Linked DNA regions of Danio rerio: all the other regions are linked to region 1. Evidence: chromatin contacts called from public HiCAR-type and HiChIP or PLAC-seq data. All regions are on one chromosome and are shown on one strand. The core of a region is the stretch at or near the end of the contact, and the rest is flanking DNA. Distances in the headings are between cores, read along the strand shown. Region 1 holds the start of kdm6ba (lysine (K)-specific demethylase 6B, a). Region 2 holds the start of tmem88b (transmembrane protein 88 b). Region 3 overlaps kdm6ba (lysine (K)-specific demethylase 6B, a).

Region 1 (4,730 bases), core at 1,435-3,934:
TGTTGGGAGAACCAAACAGGAAACCTTACTGCCAACTCCATATTTTTTAGTATATAAGAGCAATACCCACCTATTCAATGGTCTCTCTTCTTTCGTCAGTTGTTTGTCAATCTGTCTGTTAAATTCTTTTACTTCACTGCAATAGAGAACAATCACTGTTGAATTAACATATATACCAGTAACAAAAAGGCTCTTTGAGCATTGTGCAAAATTAACCATATTCTGACCTGTAATGATAACCGTTACCAGAAAGAAAGTCCTGCTCAGCATCATCCAAAGACAAGCTCCTCAAGACACCCAGAGCATGTACGATGTCCTATGAAAAAAATAAAATAAAATCATTTAAATATGGACTAAAATACCACCACAGAACAGCAAATCATTTTACATGGGTTCATAAATGAGTAGCACCCAGCATGCAGTTTATATACTTATTTGGCCAGACATTCCTCTGGAAAATGAACACCACAGATAAGCTGCACTTCATCATAGATATGCTATAAACTCAAGAACACAGCTAGCATTTGTAACTGTATTTATAAACTGCTTATCAATGTCTATTAAATGTAGAGTTAATGCTAAACAAATAAAATATTAATAAATTAACTAGTTATTAAATGCTTAATAATTATTTATAGTATGCAGATGTTATAAAGTTTAACTCAACAGTTTGAGATAACCTCAATGAAAATATTCCTGTAGTTTGTTTTCTTTTCTTCCTACAATGGGCCTAGGCAATCCAATCATATTGGCCATCACTTCTTATTCGCCAGGTAAAACATACCTGATATACATTAAAGATATGAGACTTTATATGGTTAAGGCCTGCAGAATAAGCCTAACTTTTAAAACCGTCAAACATCTCATTCATCACTGTAAAACGATGACAAAACATCAGGCTAATAACACATTGTGGGGCTAACAGGCAGTCAGCACAATTTTTAATGTGCTAATGTAATACAACGTTGAGTAATGGTTTTTACACGAATATAGCAAAATATAGATAAATCTGAAACTCTCACATCAACGTGCTTTTACCATCTTAGTTTAATGCACGTGTCACTAAGCGTATTAGACCGCCGTTAAGTCAACAAGCCATTAAATCAACAATGTTTCAATAAACCATTGTCACGAACTACGATCGTCGTAGCATTTAATCAAACTAGAAAACGAACTCTAGAAAATTATTAACAGTTATAGTAGCTCTTACTCTGGCTGTATAAAATTATCCATTATTATTATTATCATATTTTATTCTTCTGGAAAAAAAAACTCGTCACGTAACATTTTTGTCCCAGTCCCCAGACCCTTGGGGTAAATCATGCAGGCTAATCTGGCATTTCTGCATAACTTTACAGTATAAAACAGCAGCATTACAAAATAAACACATACTTTAACAGTTTAAAATAAAACTTAATAGAAAATCGGTACTTACACTTACCTTGTCATCCGTGTCGTCCATTAGCGCATCCTTGATCCAATCCGACAGTTGGCGCTGTCACAAAAAAATAGGGTCCTAAAGATGCGGTCCTAAAAATGCGGTCCTGAGAGTGCAGCCACTCCAGTTGTGCAGGATTACCCTTCTCAAAAAAGGGGGCGGTGACGTACAGTCAGAAGAGAGGAAGAGAAAAAACATGGCTCAGAAAAAAATTCAAATGTTCTTCCTGGAAAATCTCTGATCCCGCCACAACTTCACCACATGACATTTCCGAAAGAAACGCGACACCCGCGAGCCCCCTCAGCCAGGCCCGAATCTCATTCAGCCACTATCTGACATTTCATTATTTAACTATTTGAAAGCCTCGCATTAAGCAGGGTTTGATTTGCATGTGAGCTTATTTAAACACACGCGTAACTGCGCTATATTCCAGTGTTTCTATACTAGACGCGATTACACAATGTTGAACTCCAGTCTTCCCGGTTCACGTTAACTATGATCTCACCCGTGTGTTACTGGTAAAGGGTGGGCAACTTTGTCCACCACTCATATGGAAACCTTTCACTGACTTTCTGTTTGCACCCGCACAGTATGACTGTGAAAATTATCAACCTGCAAGGCGGGAATTAATCACGCTTCCAAGCAGAAGCCACGCCGGACGATTCATTGCGTTTCACACCTAGTGACTCACGGCACCATAATCTGCTATCAGAACACAACAGGCGCGAGATGCTCGGTCCATAAGCGGTGTTTACATGCAGCACAAAGTGCCGAAAGTGTGTGTCTTTACCTGCTAACGCACGGAGGGTCAAGCTGGGAGGTGGCTTCTTCTTCTCGCATGTCCTCATCGTAAAAATGCAGGCTACATAAGCAACTGCGTAGTTCTTCTTCTTCTGGTGAATGAACGGCGGCCGCAGAGCGCGTTTCTCCAGCACCTTCATCCTGTCATACATTTGAATCGCACGCTGTAAAATGTCGGCGCAGCTGCGTTATGAAACCACAGTGAGAGGAGATGATGTGACACAAACATCCAAATTGTTCCAGAGTCTTCTCTAAAAACGCGAGCACGCATCTGAGGCTTTTCAGTGGAGCTCTGGCGTCCAGTCGCGAGTTTGATGTGAGCAGGAGATGCGCGTCTGGAAATTGCGCAGTTTTTAATCCGCTGCAAACGCAGGCACTCCCCTCTCTCTCTCCGTCGCTCTCCCGTGCGTTTCCCCCTGCACTCTTTCTAGCTGCTTCCCCTTCTCTTCTTCTTCTTTCTCCTCCTCCTCCCTCGCACTCGTTTCCCCCCTCACGCAGGTTTATTTTTCGGTGGAAGAGAAGAGTGGACCCGCACCGCCCCGCCTCCGTTACTCCCGGACGCTCAAGACTTCCAAATTCCTCCATCTGAATCGGAAGAGCGCGGTGTCTGAAGGGGTCAAGAGTAGTGTGTGTGTGATGTTGATGGGGCTGGATTGATTTTGTTTCATCTCTAGTCAAATAATCCTTCTATTGTCTTCTGGTGATTTATGATATTTTTTTGTCCAATGAAAACAAATAATATACTAAATGCTTTAGTGTCTAAATACGCTTTGTCAAGAGTGTCTGAACAAACAATACATTTTATAAAGTTAAATAGCCTATCTCAGTGTTCCGTAGCCTATGTGACTATTATTCAGCTTTGATTATAGCCTGTCAGAACAGGTTTAAAATTTATCAAATCTGCGCAAAAACATTTGACAATTTCTAACCCCATCATTCATCTGAGCCATTTCCCCCATTCTTTCAAAAAGACGGCCACAAATAGGCAACAATTGTTCAGTGTAAAAAATTGCCAATTGATTGCCAATGTTGATAAATATTTAAGTATGACATTGTAAAATGTTATAAAATGCATTGTAAATGAAATTGTTACATCAAGAATACACCATTGATCTGAATAAAGCATTTTTGGTAATGTGAATATTAATGATAGATTATTTACAAGATTATTTACAACTCGTTGCATAATAGTCTGATTAAAAACATTCTTTCATTTTCCTTCGGCTTAGTCCCTTTGTTCATCAAGGGTCGCCACAGCGGAATGAACCACCTACTTATTCAGCATATGTTTTACACATGCCCTTCCAGCTGCAACCCAGTTCAGGAAAACATCCATACACACACTTTCTCTCACATACACTATTGCCAATTTAACTTATTCAATTCACCCATACCACATGTCTTTGGACTGTGGGGGAAACTGGAGCACCCGAAGAGAACATGCACGGGGAGAACATGCACACTTCACACAGAAACGCCAACTGATCCAGCTGGGACTCAAACCAGCGACCTTCTTGCTGTGAGGCGACAGTGCTAACCACTGAGCCACCATGTCGCACCTGATTTAAAACATTTTATCAAAATTTAGTTTGGTTAGCATCGGAGTTTTCTTTCAAAATTATTATAATTGATAATACAGTTGAGTACACTGTAAAAAACAAAGTTGACTCAACTTAAAATTTTAAGGCAACAAACTTCAGGACATTTTGAGTAACCAGATTACTGCACTTGACTCGATTTAAGTTGAGTGAACTCAAAAATGTCCTGAAGTTTGTTGTCTTAAAATTTTAAGTTTTTTTTTTTTTTTTTTTTTTACAGCTACACAACTGTATTATTAATTTTACAGTATAGTTTATTGAATATATTTTATCTTAAACTATTTATGGAACTAGCAAAGTTTATCAAGGCTGTCTTCAAAATCGCTTTATAGTTAATCAACAATTAAATTCAAAAGGTGTTAATATTAAACCTAGAATTGGGAGTTTATCAAACATATTTTTGATTAAAGTGTATGTTTTCGGACCAAATCCTGTTATGCACAGCAGTCAATAACTAATTAATAATATTAATAAAATGAAAAATATAACTTAAAAAAATATTTGTATCAAATTGATTTTTGATTAAACTAAATTTGGCATCAATAGTTTTATTTATTGAGGGTTTCTAAGCCTATTGCACAGTAAAAAAAGAATGAATGCAGAAAGTGTGATTTTATCACTTATTTATGATTTATTATGTGCAGTCTTGATGAGCATTATAACTTTCTATCAAATATAATAATGCTTATTATATCATTTTTTCCACAATACTACATAATTGTCATTAGACCTGTTGCACTGGAGTCAATAATTCATCTGCTGCGATGCATTCATTTGTCTTCTCTGCAGAAGGAATAGAATGTTCTATAATGAATGTAATAATCAGTATATCATACAATAACACTTGTGGTTAGCACTGTTGCATCACAGCAAGAAGGTCACTGGTTCAAGTC
Region 2 (4,730 bases), core at 1,491-3,990, 160 kb before region 1:
GTTTAGCCTGGCTTTATAAGCAGTGTTGTGTAGCAGAATTAGATCTGAAATAGTCGATTTTTGCTGGACTTTTGTTTTTCCCTTGTGAAATTCAAACCAGTTTTTTCTTTTCTGCTCCTATAGAGTGCTGGAAAAAAAGGTGCCCTTCCCCCAGCCCAGGTTAGACGTTAGGCTGACCATCCAGAGAGGGCTCCAGAACAATAGGCAGAGGTCAAACTACGTAAATACTTTACACGCCAGACAGCTGTGGCTGCAGTGCTATAAGATAATCATCTAAAAATGGATACAGGATGGCCTCCATTTTATACACACACACACACACACACACACATGCATACATTAAACACTCCTGAGCATGCCATGGGTGATGCATGATGAGGGTGACAGGCACACGTTTGTACACTCTCTGACCGTTGTGCTGTCTTCCTGTCTTTGTATTCTGTTTGTTAGCGCCAATATGGCAGGTGACTCAACATATAACAAACACTAGATCACCACTAACAGGAAATGAGCACACTATGCCAAACCTGTAGAATGACTGACCACTCCACCCGCTAACACTATTTCCACTTTTCTGAGAATAAATTTAGAGCTAAAACTTGGAAATGGTGTAATCATCCATGTTTTTCTTAATAATTGATCATGTGGGTTTTACATTGCTGTTTGTTTATGAGGGCATACTACACACTGTTTTCAACAAAACAGAAAACTAAACATGTATGTATTTTTGACATTCAGTGTTCATTTCAGCATTCAGTGTTTTTGGGGCCTGAAATGCAATTTTTTGAATGGAAACTACGTTTGCATTGCAGAGTTTTGTTTTTGCACTTTAAAATTAAAGTAAATGTATACATTTTATTTTCAATTTTTAACGAATGTGATTTAATATTTTGAGGCTACTGTTTTAACAAGAAATAGTTTTGAAATGGCTTGTTATTGACAGATGGTTTCTTAAAGAACCTCCAATGGACACCCAAAGAAACTTTTCATCCAAATAATTTCTAAAGAATAAGAAACAAAATAAACTTAAGATTTTTATGGTTTCTAAACATTCTTACTTTTTTTTTTTTTTTTTTTTTTTTTTACTAACAAGAGCATTTTTAAAACCTAGTTCTTTCTCTAAAACTTAAATGATTAAGAATAGAAAACTTTAGTGTTTAGAGTAACATTTCATAAGTGTTTTTGTTTATTGGAAGTAACATTGATTTTTAGTTCTATAGGTTTTAGGTTTAAATTCAGCACATCACATCTTAGATTGATTTAAATTGCAATGACATTTGATCACTATGTATTTTAGCTTGAAGTGATGTAGACATAAAGGATGAATAGGAGTATACATATATTTATTTTTAAATCGCTTGTAAATGTAACAATATATTAACAATCAAACAGAAAAAATAAGTACTCAATGTTTTAAATGTATATTGCTCTTTTTTTTTTGTTTGTCAATTTTATTTAATATTTTTCCCCAAACATAATAATTTGGTTGTAATAATTATGGACTGAGCTTAAGTTTTTTTTTTTTTTTTTTTTTTTTTTCAGTTTCTAGAAATGTATTTGTATGTGTATGCAGTGTTGGGGGTAACCCATTACAAGTAACGCAAGTTATGTAATAATTACTTTTCTAAGGAACAATGAAAGTAATGCATTACTTGTGTTACGTTAAAAAAGTAATAATATATTATTATTACAATTATTACAATGAGTTCTTTTTAGTTGAATTAAATGACTTTTAAAAAATAAATTGCTGAATTAAAATTAAAGTAGTCTGTATATGGCATCCATAGCACTGAGGTCAGGAAGTTCTCGGATAACATTATCCTAATTTTTTTTTTATATATAATGAAGGTGTAGGTTATTGTTAATTGCAGTGCCCCTTTATTAAAAAAAAAAAAAAGTTCTGAAAGAGATTAAGCCTCAGCCAGTTAATAAAAAGTAATGCAAAAGTAACTCAATATTGTAATGCATTACTTTCTTGTAATTTTCCCCCAATACTGAGTGTATGTATATACATATAACCCTGGACCATAATGTTGCACAGGTACAATATATTTGTAGCAATAGTAACAAATACATTGTATGGGTTAATAATTTACGTTTGTGTTTCATTTATACCAAAAATCGTGTTACATGAAGAAATTTTGTAAATATCCTATTTTTTTATTGAATAAATATAACAAACATCCCATTGTTGAGCTTTTTTAAAAAATGGCTTTAAAATTTAGATAAATAAGCAAGTTGCAGATGATCAAAAAAGCTTAAGGAAAAATTGTCCTATCCTATCAAACCATATCAACGAAAAGCTCATTAGTTCGGCTTGTAAAATCTATCTCACCCGTATGATTGTTTTTGTGATTCAGGGTCACAATTCAAAATGTATGTGTACCTATACAAATGAAGTATTTAATTAGATGTGTCAGACATGCGCACTGCTGCTGAAATACAGTTCTGTAAATTCAAGTTAAAAGAGCAAACACAAATTCATGCATGTGTAAATTCCAAACCTTTCCCTGCTGTAGCCCTTGATAGGTCAGTCTCATTCACCTTCAGTCTCAATTCCTGCAGAGCAGCAGCACTCCAGCAGTCTTCTTCTTTCTCTCTAACACAACATACAATACACTTTCAGTTTAGGGTCCTCTCTGAAACTACTGTCCTCGTTGGCTGATCCTTGCTCTCGTTTAAGTTCTCAGCAGTGCAGTTGGTTTGAGCTCAGACTGAGATATGGATGTGTTACTGCCAGGCTGTTTTAGCAGTACCTCTCTGTGTGCCTCCCTCATGCCTCCTCCCCTTTCCCTTGCCCTACTCTTCTTTATCCTTTGTGTGGGGGAAGGCATGTTTATTTAAAGAGTTGAAGTGAAGACTTTAATTTCTCCTGATGGATAGAGAAGAACATGAAACCCTCACATTTACACCACTCCTTCCACATCCGTGGTGCTTCAACTGTAAACCGCTCAGACCAGACGGTGGCGAGTGTTTGTTTTCCTCCATTCTTGGTTGGTTTACTTGATATTGCTCTCTCCAAGGATTCTGGGCTTAAACTCATGTTATCCATCATCCACCCACAACAAAACTCTTATGCAACTATCAGTTTTTAGGGAAGTCAGCCAACGCGAACAGTTTTTCTTAGAGGTTTTGACTTGTTTTTGCATTAAGTTCTGACATCACATTTGACTTTGTGATGGTCACTACTAGCTACATTTCCATCCACCTATTTTTATGGACAATTTGCATATGGTAAAAAAAATGCTTGATGGAAACTCCAAGATGAGCATACATTTTTAAAATGTGCATAAAAATGTTGTGCGCATAATGGAGTAGGATAAACTTTTTATTCGATAAGATGCTCATACTATTATGGAAACACTTTTATATTCCAGTATGCGCTATTGTTCTCGTGATAGCATTGATTCACATTACGACACTATAGTATCGTGATACCAAGTAGTATTGCGATACTGTAATTCATAACTCAAATCTATGAAAAAAAGGAAATTGTCAAAATACTATATTTTGTTATAGACCTGCTCGAATTGAATTCATAATTCCCTTTAGTTTGTATCTGACTAACAATAAAATACATTAAAGATACAAATTATATAGTATAAAATACGTTTCAAAAAGAGCTTTTTGACAACAAAATTTGGCAATATGAAGTGATCAAATAGTTAGAATGTTTCCTGTTTTTCATCTGTTTTTTTTTTTCTTTCTCGTGGGTAGGGATCTAAATTAATTCAAAATTTCACTTTGTAAACTGTTCTTTTTAAAAGATTGTTGCATTTTTGTAGCTACTAAATCATATTGACCGGAACATAAATGAACTGATTCAGATGTGTGTTCGAACTATAGCGTCAGAAAATGTGCAATAGGCTAAAGGTGTGAATTCTATACAGCTTTGCAACCTTAAAGGGCTTGACAGACTATTGTTATGTATTTCCTTTATTTATTAAATATTATATCTCTCAAGTAGTGAGTTTTTCTCTCCGCCTCTGTCTCTCTGACAGGTTTCATCATCACCACAAAGGTGCAGTGAATCAGGTGCCAGCACCTGATGGCGGCTTGCCGGCTTGTTTGTGAAGACAATTTTAACTGGAATGGAACGTTGTTCGGAGAGCCTCCTCTCTCCTGGCTTGTTTATTTTGTGAAGTAAAAACTGTGTTGTATTTACTCGCGAAATTGTTGAAAGTGAATGCTGAGTGTTGAATTTGAGATATATTCAGAGCCAGTGTGCTGAGGACAGTGCCTTTTTTGTTTTATTACATTTTCTCATGTTTTTTGGTCAGGAAGGTAAGTGAATTTTATTAAGTTTATTGTGCTAGTAAGGGGGTTAAAATGTTATTAGTTGTTTTTTTTGTTGTTGTTGTTATTTTGGCATTTACCTCTCCAATTTCCTTTGAAGTTAAACGGCAAATAAATTTGACTTATTTCTTTGCTCAATCATCTTTGTTGTTGTTTTTCCTTTTGAACAGGAGTTAAGACTCTGGGCTCCTCACTAATTTAGAGGTATCCTAATTATTTTATTTTAATTTGTTTTCTGGCTTGCTGTGTGGAGCCATGCAAAGTTAGAATTCATAACATTATTCAAATAAAATGGTCTATTGTTGCACAAACATGCGAGCGTTTTAAGACTTTTCCCACATGCAACATGATATATTGTAGATGGATCGTTAATGATGATATTGCCGTTAACAAAGTACAGTGGCACCGCCATAGTATTGCGATAATTCCATAGT
Region 3 (4,730 bases), core at 1,608-4,107, 130 kb before region 1:
ACACACACACACACACACACACACACACACACACACACACACACACACACACACACACACACACAGACAAACATGTAGATTACCTGTTAAATAAGCATCTAGCACCACTTCTCACACGTCTGAAGAGTTAGAGTTTAGCACCAACAGTTGATCATCTCTGCAGCTGTGGAACACTGTAGGGGGACAAAGAGGCAATCATCAGCGAATAGAGCTCTACTCTCAACTTCATTTGTTTTCCTGATATTTTACATTGGCATAATTCCATCCAATCAGAAGAAATGCTGTAAAAACAGCCAGACCTTGCAGCTGTGCCATCAATATTCTATCACTAACCGGGTGTCAAATATGACTCCAGAGGGAATGGGGGAAAAAACACTTCATTTTATAGGACAAACTGCAATTTGGAAAAGGACACTTACATTCTGACAAATACTACTTGTCAATTTTTTTAACAAACCAACTTGTTCTTTTATATTAGTTTTACCAAAAAAAAAAAAAAAAAAAAAAAACATCTTCACATTATTCAGCCTTTTATTGGAAAAAAAAAACATCAGCATTTTTTTTTTGTATTGTGAATAATAAAAACACTAATGTAAATCTGTCTGAAGCACTGGGAACTCATGGGCTTTGAGCAGGAAATCCATGATAGTGCCTTTCACACACAATGGTGAGAGTTATTGTGGGGAGGTGTCTGAATAAACACAGGCAAGGCTCTAATAGGCGTATTGATGTGGAAAGCCAACTATCACATGTGAAAACTATAATACAGTGTCTGTATGACGATTTCTGATCAATTCAAATATCTCCACAATGTGTTTTTAAATAAACATCATAGCATCATGCTACAGAGCACATTGTATCAGTTACAATTCTGGTGTTCGTGAATCTTTACAGATGCTCGGTGAAGAGAATGAAGTGATGATCATTGGAGCAAATCACAATCATATATCATGAGTGCATGTACGCAATGGCCAATCAGCAGCGTACAAGAATCTGCTCGACAGCTCAAAATGCAAGTGTGAAATGCTGATTGTCACATTTTTTTTTTTACATTCAAGTACCAAAGTTGCTACTTTTGACAACCCTACTAGAAACCACACCCAGTACTATGAACTATGAAGTACCTGAAGAGAAATAGTCAAAGCCTGCATAACTATACATTAGTTATGGTCAGGTAAGCAATAATTAGCAGTGTTGTGTCATCATCTGTTCTACCAGTATGTAGAAACCTGTGGCTCCAGTTTGTCTTGCTGAGAATTGGTTGAAAGCAGGCCCTGGCTCCAGAATACAAACCATTATGGTGGAGAATTGATCAGTTTTAGTCAAATAATGAGAATCTGAGCTAAACAAATATACAGTTTACAGTGTGCAATACTTCAATTCAAACCTTGCCTGAAAATGTTCATGACTATGAAGGCAGTTGTGGGTAGTGGTGTAACTCACAATGAATGAATACTTTCACAACAAATATTTTCATCGTGCTTATGCTAAAAACACACATACAAAAACAGAATGAGACTTCTCCATTCAGTTCCACATTTCTTCTAGAAACAAAAACTGCTACAGCTCTGCTTTTCCGAGAATTGTAATGTTTTGCATTACAAACAATACAGACTTCTAGTAAAGTCGACTAGTAAAGTCGAAACAGATTTTTAATCAAGCTTGTTTCGATTTGTCTGTCTTACAATAAGTACACTAGATCTGATAAAAGATAGCCGGCTACAGTCAAACCGGGGAACTCCCGTGACTCAAACATGGAAAGGGCTTACCCCACAACTCAGACACTGCCCCCTTCTCTAACAGTCTTTACGGTCAGGTGATACGGGACGCCCACTTCAAATCACAACATTGGGAATTTCTGAAAGTGTGCCGTCGTCATTATACAAGTGCACAAAGACATGCACTGTAAATTTACAGTGGGGCTTTTCTCCTGTTTTACCAAACCAGAGATTCAGAAACTTTCAGCCAGGGGGAAAACAAGAGAGTAAATGCGGTTGGGTGGTTAATGGTTTACTGCAAGGTATCACATCTGCACTCACTTTCACAGCCATCAAGTACTGTTTTCTAGTTCAAACTGTGTTTTTGAAAGTCATTCAAAAATTTCAATCCCTTATGATTCATGTTACTACAATGACATAATAATTAGAAAATCCCCCCTTTCGCCTCCGCATCGCCCCTCAGCTTGATAAAAATAAAAAATCCCCCTAACAACAAACATCAAACAACTATTCCAGTCACTGGGTTGATCGTCACATTTACTAGATCAGCACCAAAAAAAAAAAACATCAAACCAGATGATAGCCACGTGTCTGTGAGTGTCTCCAACTAACCCTGCCCAATCAAACAACTGACAACTTCCAGGAGATCAACTTGTCAACTAACCAACCATAGAGTTGGACAACTGATATAACGTGTACTCATAAAAATGAATTGATTTGAATATACAAGGACTGACATCAGTAACACTGAAAACTATTTCAAATAGAGGATATTATTTTAAAATAGTATTGGGGTGGTGTGTATGAGAATATCCACCAACATGACGAAACAGTCCTCATTACTGCCAGAAACCACCATGAGGCTACTTTTAGAGCCAAAGAGCTGAATGCGAGTATGCGGAAAAGCACAACGTGGAATAGTCAAGGAGTTAGTTACGCTGTAAGAAGGACACGGATTGATGATAAAGATCTGCAGAGGAGATGATCAAAGAAAATGGCAAATCTGGAATGTTCGCAAAGGGGGCTGTTGGAGGAATGCTCACATTCGGCTATTATATAATCCACCTCAGATAGAGATCACACACAGAGGCACAAGGAAACACAACGTCACAGTAGGCTTGCGTCTGTTCCCTTCCCTCTGTGTGCGTGCCTCTGCCAATGATGCAAGGTTGAGTCGTCACAACAGCGAAGCTGCCTTCCAAGCCCACACTCATAGCCTCCACACAAACATGCGCACAAGCAGGCAAGAGTACATTCTGATCAGAAGAGAGAGTTCAGCTGAGGACACGGGCAGTGCTTACTTATGTGACACTCTGGTTCAGTCCTTCCCAACATGTAACTTCACAAAAACTCTCTCATCCTTTCATCACCCTTTCAGAAATAACACTATAATTAAAACGTTCTCAACTGGCCCCATTATGCTTTCAAAACTTCACAACTTGCTTCTATAAGGAGATTTGTTTTCCCTGCTCTCTTTTTCATGTCATCGCCCCAAACCTAGTTCACTTCTGAGTTGTGGTTGCCAGACATTTGATAAATGCTGACATCACATTCATTAATATGACATTGACGTTCAGTAAACACTGAATAATTGTCTGTGTCTGCATTCATCGCATGTCAGGAGTCTATGAAGCATTTTACCATATTAGTAGTTGAAGGACACAAATGAACCAAATCTAAATATCATTATTATCATTCCTGGCATGACATCAAAGTCAGCAGTTTTAGTAAGTGAATCTAGAATCTTGGTCTCAGTCAGAGTGCGAGAAGCTCAAAGAGAAACCTGAAGCTTTTCTTAGTAACTGAAGTGGTCATGTCCTGTCAGGAGGGTAAACAACCATGCTGTCACTGTGGTGAGCACTGCTGAGAAAACACCATTAGTCATTACATTAAACAAGGTATTACTCATAATAAGAGAAGTTAACATGAAATGTCATCCACAAACCAATTTACTTATGTGACGTGTCATACTTCTGAATAAAAAAGTGCAGTCAATAACAAGAAACTAAATTGGTGACCCTTTGGATTTGGTCATACATTACAAATTATTAAGGGGGGAGGGGGGTTAGATTCATTAGTCTGGGACAGATCTAGATACCAACTTGCAAAAATTTAAATAATAAAAGAGGCAAAGTTTAACTCAAACACTAAATAAGAGTAGTCCAGCATACATCACCAAAAAAGTTGGCTGTTTTACTGAAAGATTAAGGTTACGTTTAAACATCAGTGAGGTCATAAAGTAAACATTTTCCATTACATTCATAAAAATTGTTTTATGCATAATTTTAGTTTTGACATTAGCAAAAACTGTCAAAAGTGCTGTATTGCGTATGCCAGAGCAGTTGGTGCTGTCAGGAGTTCATGCACTTGTTCTCCCAGATCTGAACTAAAAACACCATTTAAAGAGACACATGATCTGTGCTGATGTGTAATTATAATCTGCAGTGTTTATATGACACTGTTGGCTGTAATGTTGACGTGAGTCCACACTATTCTGAAGAAGCGTTAAACACTTGAGCATCAACAATACTTGTATATATTTGGTTATATTCGTTTGTTCTTGCTTCCAAAACACTGAACCCCATTTGAAAATTACACATTTCAGGGAAAGGCATAAAAAGTTTCCCATTTTACGCTGAAAATCTGTCATGTAAATGACATGAGACATGTTGATTAAAAAACGTATTTAAATTAGACAAAAACATGTATGCATTCATTAGTGACAAGAAGCTAAGTAACATGAACATTTAGAAGGATGAGCTTTCATTTCTATGCTGTCTTTAAAAGGGTCACGAAACGTCAAAACACATTTTTTGAGATGTTGACATATGTCACACTTTGCTAAAAACACTATTAGGATGCATAAATTACCCTAAAAAGTGAAAATTGGTGGTTTTTGTGTTGTTTAAGACATTTTAAAGCAACGTCACGACGATGAGATCATCTTGTAAATTCCAGTGTAAAGATTGGTTGTCTGTACTAGCCGGTACAAATTGACGTCATTAGAGTTGT

What was found. HiCAR-type assays count read pairs that join an accessible place to other places. HiChIP or PLAC-seq counts read pairs in DNA pulled down with a chosen protein or histone mark.
Region 2: an H3K4me3 HiChIP or PLAC-seq map of gastrula embryo shows a contact between it and region 1, with 8 times the contacts expected there. The contact joins the promoter of tmem88b here to the promoter of kdm6ba in region 1. A contact is called at or near these places in 1 of 18 Hi-C or Micro-C datasets (caudal fin) and 2 of 4 datasets of contacts at active chromatin or transcription factors (caudal fin and gastrula embryo).
Region 3: a contact with region 1 is called in a HiCAR-type map of caudal fin, with 6 times the contacts expected there. The contact joins the enhancer-like site here to the promoter of kdm6ba in region 1. A contact is called at or near these places in 4 of 18 Hi-C or Micro-C datasets (caudal fin, embryo and gastrula embryo) and 3 of 4 datasets of contacts at active chromatin or transcription factors (caudal fin, embryo and gastrula embryo).

What each region holds. Positions count from the first base shown.
Region 1 is chr7:21,611,362-21,616,091 of GRCz12tu, reverse strand. kdm6ba (lysine (K)-specific demethylase 6B, a) reads right to left here and starts at 2,684. Exons shown (of 25, transcript XM_073908354.1): 1 at 2,229-2,684. It also overlaps a transcript of efnb3b not described here.
Region 2 is chr7:21,770,283-21,775,012 of GRCz12tu, reverse strand. It overlaps tmem88b (transmembrane protein 88 b), which reads right to left and starts at 2,740. Exons shown (of 3, transcript NM_001077144.2): 1 at 2,505-2,740. The coding sequence starts at 2,540. It also overlaps a transcript of efnb3b not described here.
Region 3 is chr7:21,743,013-21,747,742 of GRCz12tu, reverse strand. kdm6ba (lysine (K)-specific demethylase 6B, a) reads right to left here. Exons shown (of 25, transcript XM_073908354.1): 5 at 84-173. It also overlaps a transcript of efnb3b not described here. Among named protein-coding and RNA genes, the nearest start is that of tmem88b, 27 kb to the left of the region's middle. Within about 2 kb of position 2,857, at least 29 of the 62 cell types and tissues checked have an H3K27ac peak or open chromatin away from gene starts, as enhancers often do. A contact at or near this core is called in caudal fin, where this site is marked.